Linked DNA regions of Zea mays: region 1 is linked to region 2. Evidence: chromatin contacts called from public Hi-C data. All regions are on one chromosome and are shown on one strand. The core of a region is the stretch at or near the end of the contact, and the rest is flanking DNA. Distances in the headings are between cores, read along the strand shown.

Region 1 (2,927 bases), core at 36-2,535, 160 kb before region 2:
GAGGGTTGGTTCAGGTAGCGCGAAGCGTTGGGTTGTTAGGGACGCGACTACGGCTTGCGACTTCGAAGACATTGTGCTAGCTTGCATGGCGAGGGAGTTGCTTACCTTCCCTTACTCGCATAACATCCCATATGTCATTGCTGCAGCAATGGACCCGAAGGGGAAGTCCTCTACTTCGACATATGGGGTGGTGAACCTGGCGACGCGATAAAAATAAGGAAAGCCCAGGCGAAGTCTCCTAAGGAGGCGAATATTGCTGTTGAGGTGGGGGTGGAGGTGACCATAGCTGCCTCGACGCCCCTGGTTACTGATGACTTTAACTTCACTGATATGGAGCTGGCTGTGAAACCATCATTGAGGGCTAACCTGCGTGTTTTTGTAGGAGTGATGCTGGGCGCTCAGGGGACTTGAGACGTGTCTGGGTCTGAAGATGGGGCGTGGGAGGCTGTACACTCTGCTATTGTGGCGCGGGGGAGATGGATGCCTCAGAAATCACCGAAGGGGCCTTGAAAGAGTCCGCTTCGCATCTACGCTCGATAATAGATCCTGGCTTGGTGCTTGCATAGGTGTTTTCCAATTGACATTTTGCTCTTCCAGGTTGCGGCTGTTGGCGAAGTGCTAGCCCCCCTTGCAAAATCCCAAGAGGAAGCAACCGCTGCCAAGGCGGCCGTGTGCTTGATCATAAGGGCGAAGCTGAAAGAAAAGAAGGTTCGAGTAGCGGGCGAAGTCTGCCAAATCGGAGGCCGCCTTCCAACGGAAAGAGCTAGCAACCGTGAATAGAGAGATTTCTACAGTACTGAGCGCCTTCGTTCGGCGGTCTTTGCTCAGAGCATGCAGACACATGCCCGAGTTGTATTTAATGACTATAGTCATGTGTATCATGAGTTGGGGGCTGTTGTCCATCCATTGGACCTAGACTATTCGAGGTCTCTTCAACCGCTGGGAGGCTTGGCTACGGATAGAGACCACGAGCGAGGCTATTCGAGGTGATTCAAGGGCTAATGACCAAAGTTGGCGAGGTTATTGGCACGACCGCGGGCGAAATGCTTGACCACATTTGGGTCCCCTTCGGCGCTGAGGTTGCTCACAATTAAGTTCTCTATGGCTGAGCTAGAGCGGGTAATAAGTGTTCTTTGCTATGGTTTTGGTGGTTCGCTTGCTTTGCTTGGTCATTTTCTGACTATTCTGCAACAGGCGAGGAAGGTGTACGAGGAAGGATACGGTGGAGGCCGAGAAAACCGAGTCCACGGTGGCCGACCCCGTGACAGCCATGCCGGCACAGCCGCCAAGGGGCCGCGACAACACCGGTGGGGGGACCTCTCGCACTTTGAAGCCTTCGACTGCTGGAAAGGTGTAAATCCGTTCTGACAGAGATCACTTTTGTTTGTAAGATGGCAGAGCTTGACACTTTTGTTCTTCGAACAATGCTTTTGCGCAGGTTCCTTTTTGGGAGCCTGTGCAAAGCGAACCTGAAGTGCTTTTGATCAAGGAAGAGGACTCGTTGTATATATAACGGTTTATGTGTTAACCCTTAGCTTGTCGTTGTCCAGCAAACTCCAATAGGCCGGGTCGATGATTATTTTGATTCTGAGTTATCGGTTGACGAGGATGACTTAGGCTTTTTCAGGGCGATGGATGACAAGTCCTCTAAAGAGGACTTTGATTTTTTTTCGTGACATCAGAGGCCTCCGGTGTAGCTGGTGTACCTTCTATTAGTGGGGTGGTCGAGGGATCACAGTGTACTTGTCCTGGTGCAACCGAGCCAGGTAGCGTCTTCGTAGGTAGATGGCGCTGGCCCATCGACCTGTAGCCTGTAGGCGAGGTGGCGGTCGACGTCACTCAGGAGTACTTTGACTTGGTTGACCCCATGTCTGATAGGGAGCTAGCTATGTATTATGCTAAAGAACTCGGTGATGTGGATTTTGGGCCCGTAGCGATTGCACCTTGGATCGTGTTAGCGAGTCTGTCCTTGGGCTTCTTGACAAGGGCCAAGAGCTAGAGATTATGTTGTTTAGTTGTAGGGAGCGCGTGCTTATCCTGAAGGAGGAGCCTCCTAGTCCTTGACTGTGTGTTGTTTTGCAGACATGTACTAATGACTTCTTTATGGTTGTGGCTCCGGTGATTGTGATGCACTCCCGTGCCAGGCGTATTTTGGTGGCACTTGTCTCTGATTGGCAATAGTTAGCATGAAACGCTGCCCTCTTTCCCCTTTGTCGATCAGGGGCAAATGTTGGACCTGAGGTGGTTTTATTTTTGTTGTATCGGTTTCTATACCCTCCGGTGCCTTTTTGCACCCTTAGGTGTCTTCGCCAAGATTTTATTTTAATCTGGTTGTGCCCTTAGGCATCTTATCACCCTTAGATGTGTTTTCCAAAAATTATTTTAATCTGGCTATGCCATTAGGCATCTTTGCACCCTTAGGTGTCTTCGCCAAGATTTTATTTTAATTTGACTGCACACTTAGGCATCTTCGCACCGTTAGGTATCTGTTGCACGCCGCAAGCGAGGTTGTATCTTCTACAACGGTGACTTGTCATGGCCGAATGTTGGGCTCGGTGAGCCGTTTTGGCTCACACATTAGTAGGGGATTTTCTCTACTTTATTACAAGGCTCCGCCTCATTAAAAACTTCACCCCTTTCGTGAGGAAAAGAGTATGGGTCCAACTGTGCAGTGTTAATTGATACATGTGCAACTAAGGGCCCTTATGACCGAAGTCATCTTTACACATAAAACTGGAGTAGATTTGAAAGTCGCCTAGAGGGGGGGGGGGGGTGAATAGGCGAAACCTGAAATTTATAACTTTAAACACACACTACAAGCCAGGGTTAGCGTTAGAGTTAAACTCAAGTCGTAAAGAGAGGGAAAACAAATCAACCAAGAAATATGGAGAGTGAACACAATGATTTGTTTTACCGAGGTTCGGTTC
Region 2 (2,901 bases), core at 41-2,540:
ATTATGGTAAATCTTTCAAGCTTACACAGTTCCGGTGCTCCAATGGTGTGGTACGTATCTAAAGGCACAAGATATTTAAGCCAGCACATGGACCGATGGCGACATTCAACGCAAAGGCAGCGGCGGCCATGGTCCACCTGTGTGTGGCGCTAGAGGTCAATGGTAGCAGGGCTTATATGTCAAGGCAGCATCATGCGGCGTGTGTATGTGGGCCTGTGGGGACAGGGGAGGGTACGCCCCGCGTGCCTCGTGGTGAGGCCACGCGGCGCGGCGGCCATTCAAGTCGATATCGTCCAGATTTCGTGCTGCTGCTAAGCAACAAGATCCCGGGGACAGGGAGGGGATTGCCGTGCCGTCCTCTGTTCTGTTGCCCTGCAATTGAGAGCGCCAGTGCCCTGCAGGCCCCTGTTTTATGGCCTCCTCTGTACTCTGTAGTACCCATCACCAATAACCCCTTCGGTTGTTTTTAATACTCCTAAGTAATAGTAACGTGTAATAAACTCTATTACGACGCGACAGTCGCACGGAGCTCGGGGCGCGCGACCCAGCGGTCGGTCCATTGCCAGGGGCAGAGGGCCTCGGGCGGCGGCCGGACCGGCGGCGGCGGTGGGTTGAGGAGCGGAGAGCGAGGCGATCGGGAGCGCTGCCGAGCCGACGGAGGAAGACATCCGGTTGGGCGGGCGGGCAGAGTGCTCGACGTCTTGCTCCTCCGGTCGAGGTTAGGGGAGGACAAACGGCGTGACATTGGCCGATTTTCAAGGAGAACAGCATGGGTCCTACTAACGGCGACAGAGCTGTAAAAACTGAATCGCTGAAAGGGAATTCTAGAGACGAGCACGCTCTAATTCTCGAACCATGCGTGTATATGTTTGGTGGAGATGAAACCCCTGTTTCGATGAAGAGAATAAGAACAGGGTTTAAAACCAGCCCACCCACCCCCAAACAGAAACAGAACAGACACGCGATTCCAGAGCAGGACGATCTCGCCCCGATCCTCTTCACGACCACGCATACGCAGCAGAACGAAACGACAGGGGGGGTTAGGCAAGAGGAGGGGGCACGGTAATAACTGACCAGGCTTACGCGCGCGGAGCCGCGCGGCGAGGGCGGCCCAGGCGCGGCGCGCGCAGGGCACCACCTTCCTCCGCCACCACGCCGCCATCAGCGTCGACGCCCTCGCGGCCAGGCTCCTCTCCTCGCTCGCGGTGCGGGGTGAATCGTCTGCGAGGACCGAGGAGGAGTCGCAGTTTCCGCAGGCACCAGTGCGCAGGCAAGGCGGTTTTATCCGGTGGGTTTCGTTCGTTGCGGTCGGCGGGGTGTGTGGGGCAGGGTTAGGCACTTAGGCCGGCCGCTGCGGCCTGCGGGCTGTGGGGCCTGTGGCCTCCCTCGCGACGCTTGCGACCTGCCGGGTTTCCAGGTGCACGTGGTTGGCGCCTGCCGCCGTCGCGCCGACACGTACACGCTGGGGAGTGGGCGCAGCTAGTTTCCTTCGCTCCTCCCAAAATATCTCTCTCTATCACCACCACCACCACTGATGAGCGATCTGATGCTGTCCGTCCCAAATTATCTTCATGGGCGAAACCTGCTTTTCATCCGATGGCTGGCAAATGTTCTCAGGTTCATAGAGCCGAGTCCATAGACGTCATGATCCTTTGTGTCTCTACTACTTTTTTTTATTTTTACATGGACGGATAGGCGCCATGTTTACTGACCCACGCATCTGAAATTTTCACCGTGTGTACAAATGGTGTTGTAAGGACAGCTTCAATGCTCACTTATTTCTTTTCTTTATTATTAAAGCAGGAAGGAAACGGGGCATGATAGACCATCCACGTCAGTCGAATTATCTTAGGCCCTGTTTGTTTGAGATTATAATCTATATAGATTATATAATCCAATGTAAATAAGCTAGTGAGGAAACAAACAAGCAACTTATCTGATAAGATTATATAATCTAGCACTTGAGATTATGATAATCCTATAAGCTCATCAAAGGGTGCTTATTTCAGCTTATTTTTTATGAAAGACCCACTACCCATGGCAAGTTGATTAAAATTACTTCCAATTGCCATCCACCTATCCATAAGCGTTCTCACCCACCAGACAATTAAAACAATCAAGGGTATTATTATATTTGTATGCATATGAATAATAAGCCGAGTCCAAATAATCTGAGCTAACAAACAGCAGCACCTAGCTTATTTAATCCAGAGCAAATAATCCAGATTATATAATCTAAATTATATTATAGATTATATAATCTATAAGTTGAAACAAACAGGGCCTTAGTCGTTCAATCGTTGGTTCCCATGCTCTCTCGTGCGCCCATGTGTCTTATCTGGAGGCTTCTAGGTGACACTTCGTTCCTCCTCACATCCTCTCTCTCTCTTCATCCTGCGTCTCATGCGACTCACGCTCCCTCCCTCCCTCCCCAAGCATCCCTGCCCACCCACGGCTCCGGCGACAGCGGTTGCTGCTTTGGACTCCGGATCCGGCCGCCATCGCTGCAACGGTCCAGGTAAGCGGCTAATCTGCTCTGTTGTGCCCTGCTCTGCTCCTAGTCCTAGCGACGCAAGGGTTTTGGTTCAGTTTTTTTCCCTAGGGAAAAGCGAAGTGCATGAAATACAAAGATTTGGTTTGGGATTTTTTGGGCACTTCTAGTGTGTGTCATGGCATTGGAACGGAGTAAAAAGCGAGGGTTTGGTTTGGTATTTTTGGAGCACTCCTGACTTAGTGTATGTGTGGTGGTATTTTATTTCAATATCAATCCATTTGGTCCCCTATTTTCTCATGTCAGCTAAACATTTTCTCACATGGAAAAATAGGCACAAAAAATGTTACCTTCCTTGAATCGATGTTGTTTGCTTTGGTATTCGTCCGGCGCAGTTTCTAGATCTGGGC

Evidence for each region. Hi-C and Micro-C count contacts between places; a contact is called where the count stands out from the background.
Region 1: a contact with region 2 is called in a Hi-C map of tassel, with 4 times the contacts expected there. The contact joins the enhancer-like site here to the promoter of LOC100277968 in region 2. A contact is called at or near these places in 3 of 25 Hi-C or Micro-C datasets (ear, endosperm and tassel).

What each region holds. Positions count from the first base shown.
Region 1 is chr10:71,035,714-71,038,640 of Zm-B73-REFERENCE-NAM-5.0, reverse strand. No RefSeq gene overlaps it. Among protein-coding and RNA genes, the nearest start is that of LOC100282675, 43 kb to the left of the region's middle. Within about 2 kb of position 1,285, at least 18 of the 20 cell types and tissues checked have an H3K27ac peak or open chromatin away from gene starts, as enhancers often do. A contact at or near this core is called in ear, endosperm and tassel, where this site is marked.
Region 2 is chr10:70,878,802-70,881,702 of Zm-B73-REFERENCE-NAM-5.0, reverse strand. LOC100277968 reads right to left here and starts at 1,290. Exons shown (of 2, transcript NM_001165542.2): 1 at 1,075-1,290. The coding sequence starts at 1,162.